Regions from separate parts of the Mus musculus genome. Here region 2 is linked to region 1. A link is a contact called in public Hi-C data. All regions are on one chromosome and are shown on one strand. Each heading gives the region's core, a stretch centred on a gene start, on an enhancer-like site or on the middle of the called end of the contact. The rest is flanking DNA. Distances are from core to core; before and after follow the strand shown.

Region 1 (4,366 bases), core at 1,642-4,141:
ACACAAGATTAAAAAAAAACATTCTGGATTGCCTCTACCATAACTATCAGACTCTGTTTTGGTTAAAGTTTCTGTTGTTGTGCTAAAACACCATGACTGTAAACAACTTGGGGAGGAAAGGTTTATGTAGCTTATACAACCTGAATTACAGTTTATCGAGAGACGCCAAGGCAGGAACTCAAACGGGCAGGAACCTGGAGGCAGGAGCTGATGCAGAGGCCATGGAATGGTGCTGCTTACTGGCTTGTTTACCATATATTGCTCATCCTGCTTGCTCATAGCACCCAGGAGGACATCCAGCCCAGGAGTGAAAACACCCATTTTAAGGATGGGCCCTCTCACACTAATCACCAGTCAAAATGCAGCACTGGGTTGTCGACAGACCAACCTGGTAGGAACATTTTCTTTTTCAACTAAGGTTTCTTCTTTCAAAATGGCTCTAGATTGTGTCAAGTGACATAAAATGAGTCAGGATAGACTCCAACCAAGCACACAAAAAGAAAAGGTAATTTTAAATAAAATCATAATAATAAAAACACAATGGGAGAGTGTAAGAGAAAAGCTTACATCCGGACAGCAATATGAGAATGTTACAACAATGGAATAATAAAACACTTAAGAGCATTTGTGGATTGAATGTGATAACTAAAACCACCTCAAAACTCAATTAATGGGTTCAAATATAACTATGAGAAAATATCTCCAGCAGGTAAACTGAAGGACCTAGGGAGATAGAGTTCAATAGTTTGGGATATAAAACACCCGGCTCATAAGAATTTCTAAGTCCAACTTAGGTAAAGAAATTGTAAAGAGGCAATAACAGGACATTTCATCAGAATTAAGAAATGAAATTCCAAAAGGCGAGAGCTCATAGAATCCTAAGTACAATATAGAACACACACTGAACATTAATGGTGTGTATTATTTTTCAGTGCTACATTAACAAAGACAACTAGAAAAGGCTTAAAATCCTCCAAGAGAAAATTATTGTAAAGAATCAGGATCTCATCAGACTTCTCAGATGTCATAGTAGTAACTGACCAATGTCCACATTTTGATGGAAAATTATTTTGATTCTGGAATAATTTGGGTACTAGCCAAATTAAAGCTTATGATTAGGAGGAGCAGTTTTTCAAGTATGAGAGAAATTTAAAATCTGTTTCTAGAAAGGTACTTAACACATGTCTCATTAACAAAGCAAAATACACATGCAAAATGTTATCCAAGTACTAGGGAATGCCATACAAAGGAGAGAACAGTGTTTCCTTATTAATAAAGAAAATTGTTCTAGAAGGACTATCTAGTAAATCTCTATGACAAACAATGTAGGATGAGTGTGTATAACTGAAGACTAGCACAGCAGAGTGGGGATGGAACTGATTGGTTCCTGGTGTGTTAGACAATATCAAGAAGTAGCTACACTTTGTGGAAGAGTGTAGAAAGAACTCATGACTGCTTCTCAGCAAGCTAAGGATATAGAAGTAAACCAATCACTAGCCCCCAAAACTACAGCAATAGAACTTTACAAAAAAAGGCATTGCATTCTCTATACCCTAGCTGGGAATAATACCACATGGTCATAATTTTTATCATCTCTATGACAACATACCTGAAAGAAGCAACTTCTGGAAGGAAAGATTTATTCTAGCTCACGATTTTAGAAGTACACAGTTCATCATGGCAGGGAAAGCAGAGTGACGCTGTGGTAGTGGGAGCAGATGCTAATGGCTTCACATAGATGCAGACCAGGAAGTAGAGAAAGTACTCCCCAAAACAATGGTTGGTGAAACCATGAAAAGCCTGTGTCTACTGACCTACTTCTGCTAATGAGGCCCCAATTCCTAAAGGCTTTTCAGAACAGCAGCTTAAGCTGAGGATCAAGCACCCGAAGCATAACCATGCAGAGCAATGATTCTCAACCTTCCTAATGCTTCAACCTTTGAATACAGTTCCTCCTGTTATAGTGACCCTGAACATAAAATTATTTCTGTTGAGTTATGAAGTACATTGTACTTCACACAATACAGTATGTCACTGTTATGTATGTAAATATCTGATATGTAGGATATCTGTTATGCAGCCCTCAAGGGGATTGCAATCCACATGTTGAAAACCACTGCTCTGGAGGCTATTTCAGGTTGAAATCAGCATTCCAACCCTATCCCTCAAAGGCTGTGGCCACCTTATAATGCAAAATCTACTCAGTCCAACTTTAAGACTCCTCATCAATCCAAACACTTCAAAATCTTCATCTCTACTAAGATTCAAGGAAAACACTTTCTCTTTCTATCTTTATCCATTTATTATGACATGAATGGAATTTTTTTCTTATTAAGAAATTTTCAGGCATTGGAAAATGATCACTATATGTGTGATGCTCTAGTACCTCTGAGATCACATTATAGTATCTTCACTTATGTGAGGACTGGTCCTGTTGGGCTTTTCCTACATTCATAAGGTAGCAACACAAAGGAAAATTCTAAGCAGGGTCAGAGTTCTTGAGCAAACTGATATGACAAGATGCTAATGGCTTCACATAGATGCAGACCAGGAAGTAGAGAAAGTACTCCCCAAAACAATGGTTGGTGAAACCATGAAAAGCCTGTGTCTACTGACCTACTTCTGCTAATGAGGCCCCAATTCAAGGGCGAAAATTAAATTCAAGGGCATCTTAACAGGAGTCATGGACTTAAAAGTAAAATGAGGATCAAGAAGCCTAGATAAAGAAGCATTATATATGAACTTGGACCTCAGTGTCCTAATCACTCAGGAATCTCATACTTCTAGCTAGGAATAATCATCAGTTTCATCTGACACAAAAGGCTGTGTACCTCCAGGCAGTGCCAACTAGATGAGGCAGAGTGGCACGGATCCAGAGCAGAGCCACGCGGGGCCAACCATCGCCTAGGCAGAGGGAAGCCAGGCTGAAAAGAGCCCTTCAGTTTTGATTACTCATTATCCTGACTTAGTGGCTCCTCAGCTGTCTTTGTGACAGCCAGGAGCAGTGACCAGTGGAGCATTAAGTCAACAAATGTTATCATCACTGCAATACTAATCATGTTATCATCCATCATAATAGTGTTTGTTCTGAGAGGAGACTCAGAAGGCGAGGGGCTCCATTTGAGAAAAAGCAAAGGGGGAAAGGAATTGTGCACAGTCCAGATATGTCAGAAAGAGGTGGGAAAGAAGAGGGAACACTGAATCAAGAATGAAATAAAGGGATGAAAGGAAAGTAGAATAAAGGAAAATGGCACAGCCTACAGAGGAGAGAAACATAAACTGGCTTCATAGATTTCCTGCCATAGTCACATTCTATACAGTGTGTTGATGATTTAGAAATGCCAGTGGGAAGATCTCCACTTACATGACAGATACTGCCAGTGCTCCACTCCCTTACTCTTTGATTCCCTTACCATGTTAATCCATACAAGTCAAACTGCCAATGGCATATACATATGTCTTTGCCACAGGCATGGCCTGGGGCTACCAAACCAACTTTAGGCCTTAAATAACAGCTTCTTTAAATTTGTAACTCCAAGAGTTATCATGAATCAATGTCAAGTGATATCTATTTTGTGGGTGGGCACATAGCAGAACATAATTATAAATGAGGAATTTAACTGACTTTTAAAGAGTACCTTATATTGACTGTCTCTTTTGTGCTCCACCCCCATCCCTGCTTGCAGCAATGTTTCTGTGACCCTGGTTGTATGAGTTTCCTCCAAGATTGAAATATTCCATCCTATAGAGGAGCTCTTTAAATAAGGAGATAACTCCAAAAAATGCTTGAGGAAGTCCCTGAAACTGACCAGATTTACCAGACTTCTCCATCCCAGATTAAGCAATAAATAAAGCTGCTGAGAGTCACTCACAACCAACCTGAAAAGAAGACTCCTAAACAAGCCAAGCTACAAAGAAGTCTCTTAGAGGACAATGGTTACAAAGAAGATTCCCAAACCAAGCCACCTGCCTGGAAGAAGGAAAGATAAGCTGAGCTACCTAAAAATGGTTTAAGACCAGAATCTCTTGGAAAAGACACTCTCCAATCTGTTGAGGTCCCTGTGGACTTTGCAATGTTCTCCAGGTTCTCAGCTTTGTGAGTTGTCACCCATGCTGAGGTGGAATTTTGGTAGTGTTGCTGTCTCTGAGGACATGTTTGCTCCTATAAGTAATCTATCACCAAAATTCCTGTAAGTAACACCAATGAAACTCATGGGTTCACCAACGTTGGTTCTATCTGTACTTTGGTCTGTCATGGGTTCCCTATCTGACATGAGAAGATGTGTATGTAGCTCCTGTTCAGGGAAACTTTTGTTGTACAATAGCCTCCCATATTGATAAGCTAATCTCAACATATTTCTTTGGG
Region 2 (4,276 bases), core at 391-2,890, 270 kb after region 1:
AACAAAGGCATAGCTCATATGTGAGAACAGTTAAGCTGAAAGGCAGAAAGAGAAGCAATGTATGCAAAAACTGGAGTTAAAACATTATTTTACTAAGGGAAAAAGAAAAGGAGATAAGCAGCTGGGTGAAAAAAGAATGGTGTTGCAAAGGAGAGACAGAAGTGGTCCCATAAATGGGGCAGAGAAAGCCAGTAAGAATCACAGGGCAAAATCAAAGACAGATTTAACACGGGGCTCTGCTCACTTCTGTGCCCATTACCTAGCTCTGCATACAGCTTCTCCAACCTTAATATTCTACAGCAGACCCAATAGGATGCCCCCAATTTGGGTACATGTTCTTACTTCTATTTTAAGCTTTTAATCCCAATTGTTAACAACTCCATTAAATATAAAACTTCCTTTCGGAGCTACTTGGAAATGTGTTACATAAATGCTGTACATATTCCCCTCTTCTGTGGCTTCTAAAAATAGGAACTTGGATGCTGGCTTTGTTCACTGTGCGAGCTCCCACTTGCACACCTATCATGTTCAGAGTCCAATTGGGACAGATGACTTTTGCAGGCTTTTCTTTTCTCTGTCTCCCATCTCTCCTTGCATATGCAGCATATTTTTTTTAAGTGAAGTTTAAAGTTGCTGAAGAAAATGACATGCTGCTACAGGAATGAGAAGGCTATTGACAATCCTTGTTCTCTTCTGAGTCTTACAGATGCCCCAGGAGACATCTGTAGGGCACACAGAAGAACCCTGCTATAAACATTTAGGAGGGTAGTAGAAAAGACAAAAAAAAAAATGAGTGATTGGGAATATTTATTTAAGAGCTGAAGTTCCTCTAAGCTGATAATGTGGCAGGCACTTCACTGAATTCAGTTATTCCATCAGGCCGACTAGATTTCAGTTCATGCTTCATTGGTGAGTATGCAGATTGAGTCTTAGATATGTTCAAGAATTTGACCCAAACTAGAAAGCAGAAAACTGGTGATTCCCAGGTTCAGACCTAGATCTTCATGGCATCATAGCCCATGTTCTATGTGCAGAAAAATCACATATTGATTTTGAAACAGAACCCTAGGCAGGGTACCCCAGAAGGCACACAAACAATGATCAGAATTCTGATTCCCCCGGCCATACCAGTAGGGATGAGAAGAGGAGAGCAAGATGATTTTCTGTCTTAAATGTTTCTGAGGCAAATGTTTCTGACAACTGTTAGAACACTGGGGCATTAGAATGGATCCAATCTGCATGACTGCTAGGGGTCACATTTTTCCAGGCAGGCCTGATATACAACTCAGAATCTACCCAACTGGCAAACCAAACCCCAAACAAAAAAAATAATAAGAAATAAAAAATAAAGAGAGAGAGAGAGAATTTTTTTTTCTTCACCCACACTGGAACCTGCATCAGTTGAAAGCTGTTTTGTTGTGGCAAGAGAAACATTAAATGTCACACACTGAATTTGCTCTGATTATGAGCTAGCCATATCCCTCCGACAGAGAAGGAGTCAGGCAGAGTCACAGGTGTTTAAAGAAAGCATCCTGCAGCAATTTAAACTGAGTACTGGAGGCAGTGAGCAGGGCACCAGGGCTTTCTTTGCATTTGCATATGCATATGGTCAGAGGGCTAAAAACAGAAAGCCCCATCCCTGGGACACACATGCTCAATCAGGCTGCTTCACCCTGTGGGCTAAGTTTAGCAGAGCTGCGTGGTATTGGTGTTGCCTCTCACTGGTTTTTGTCAGTAAGTCTCTCTTTTCTCCCTTCAGCTGAGCAACACGCACTAAAAGAGACATAAGAAATAATAGAAGGGGCAATATTTCCAAGGTCACACAGCAAATAAAAGGCAGATCTGTGATCTAAACCTAAGCCTACATTTCTGCTGCTGTTGTTATTTTGATCATTTTTCAGTCATGTTTTGTTTTCTCTGGCCTGGACAATGAAAGCTTCCTCACACTGCCCCTGTAGGCTGCAAAGCTATGCCAACAACCACAGAATTTCACCTTAATAAGATGATTTTTCCAAGACAGGATAGTGTCTCTGGGGGGAAAAAAATCCCCCTGCAGATTTTTTGAAATTCTGAAGTTCCTCAGTTAGTAAATATGTGAACAAAAGAGCTAAATATTGTATTGGTCTTTGAGGTTTAAAAAAAAATGAACCCCTTTTAATCAACTGTGTGCATTGGATCTTTTAGCAGTGCTGACAAACACTAACAGCACTAATAGTACTGAAGAGCTCCTATATCCCAGCTTACTGTGTGCTTAACATCAAGTCACTGAAGTCTCACTGTAATCCCCAAAGATGCTTGCATCGTAGGGATCAAAAGCTCTGCTGGGGACAGAGTAGCACAGACCTATAATCACATCATTCAAGAGGTAGAGGCATGAAGACCACCCTGAGCTACTCAGCAAAACCCTGTCTCCCCACCACCATCCCCCAAAAAGAAAAGAAAGAAAAGAAGCAAAAAGAAAAAAAAGAAAAAAAAAATTGAAGGCTTTTCCATACCACACAGTACCTAACTAGGATTCCCCAGAGAGAATTACTCAGACAATAATTGCTATAAAAACACTAAGGAAATTGTTGATAAATAGTGACACTGTTTGCAGAAATGTGAAATACAAAGTACTTTGGGGATTTTTGAAATACCATAATATCCTGAACAATGTTGTCTTGGTTGTCGAATGTTGCTGTGTTCTTGGAAAGAAGTCAAATAAACAATGTCATCTACATTTATTCTAGAGAGAAGGGTAACATGTTAGATTGGAAGGCATTGTGTCATCATTTGCAGCTTGTAAAACTGAAGACCAGGAAGGGAAGGAATTCAAGAATACTCAGCCAGCTAAATCAGCCGGGATCAGAGCCAGATGTCCTGGAACTGCAGGCCCTTTCCCACTCACCCGCAAGTTGTATCTTTCCATCTTTCCCTTCAAACTGCTCCCTTGGACCATGGCAAATGGACACAACTAATACACTAATGCCCCACTCTTCCAACACTTGGCAGAAACGTTTGTCTCGGAAACATTTAAGATGGTGTTATAATCGTTTTTCTTTTTTTCTTTTTAAATGTCTTTTCTGCGAAAGAAGCAGTAAGACTAAGCTTCAGGCTTCTCTGCCTCATCATTATATAATACTTGTCTGGGACTGCAAATCACTCGCAGAAGGACAAAGCTCGGGGGAAGAAAGGGTGGGTGTGAATCTTTTGTGATTTCTTGAGTAACGGGAGGCGATTTGTCATTTTAGGAAAACTGGAGCCTGTGTTCTCAGATTCATGCACGATCCAGCCTGTTTGACTCTACTGAAAACTTGCGGTTTCTGAGCCCTTCCCTAAAGTTGGGGGTAGAACACACGGGTAGCAGACAGACCTGTTTTTCTCTCCTCCCTTCTCCCCAAGTAAGAGAAGCTAATAATAAATCAAAGTTCTAGAACTTGAATTTGAACTGAAAATACCTCAGAATAAAACCTGTTTCTTCCATCCGGCAAATCAGCCAGAGCAGGGACTACTTGCATTTTCTGTGAACGCTCGCCCCCTGCTGGTCAAGTTTGATTATGACTGACTCTTGAGAGAAGTAAACAAAATTACCATACCAAAAAGAATTTTTTATCGACGGAGAGAAGATTTATAGAGAACTCATTAATGTAACTTTTTAGTCTTAAAGTTAGCGGTTATGGAGAACCCACAGGGACTTGTTTTTAATTCTCATGGAGACTTTCACAAGCGAAATTCTTGGGGAGCTCTCCAAAAACCTTGTTGCTGAACATATTTATAGAAATGTGAAAATAAAACAACTCTCAAAGGATAACAGTGTAAAAAAAACTTTGGCTATTTATATTAAACTCCTACCAAAACAGCATGCAGTCCCCTCAACTTGGGACGATAAAAAGAATTCCAGAGCAAATAAAGTTACCTGGAGGGACAGGGTCTCCTGGTATAATTTAGGTTGGCCTGAAATTCACTATATAGCCCAAGCTGGCTGCACACTACCACCAGTCCTCCTGCCTCGACCTCTCGAGTGCTACGATTACAGGCTTGAGGCACTAAATGTGGCTTGAGGGGTACTTTTAAAGTATTTTGACTCAAAACCAATGAGATGTGTTGTTTAAATACAGTACACCTGAAACTCTGAGCTGCCCACTTTTTGCCTCCTTGTAAAAAGTCCTGCCATGTGCTGCCCATCTTTACTTAAGTACTTCGTTTGAAAGGTCAGCCAGTTCTATTAGAAATTCTGCTCAGCTTGATTTCAGTCTCTGTGTCCTGCTCTCATTTGATAAGGAATGCATGCCAATGA

The links. A called contact is a pair of places that touch in the nucleus more often than the background predicts.
Region 2: a contact with region 1 is called in a Hi-C map of cerebellum, with 2.6 times the contacts expected there. The contact joins two enhancer-like sites. A contact is called at or near these places in 2 of 484 Hi-C or Micro-C datasets (cerebellum and cerebral cortex) and 1 of 115 datasets of contacts at active chromatin or transcription factors (embryonic stem cells).

The regions. Positions count from the first base shown.
Region 1 is chrX:158,649,535-158,653,900 of GRCm38.p6, forward strand. No RefSeq gene overlaps it. Among named protein-coding and RNA genes, the nearest start is that of Rps6ka3, 600 kb to the right of the region's middle. Within about 2 kb of position 2,892, at least 10 of the 459 cell types and tissues checked have an H3K27ac peak or open chromatin away from gene starts, as enhancers often do. A contact at or near this core is called in cerebellum, where this site is marked.
Region 2 is chrX:158,918,796-158,923,071 of GRCm38.p6, forward strand. No RefSeq gene overlaps it. Among named protein-coding and RNA genes, the nearest start is that of Rps6ka3, 330 kb to the right of the region's middle. Within about 2 kb of position 1,641, at least 9 of the 459 cell types and tissues checked have an H3K27ac peak or open chromatin away from gene starts, as enhancers often do. A contact at or near this core is called in cerebellum, where this site is marked.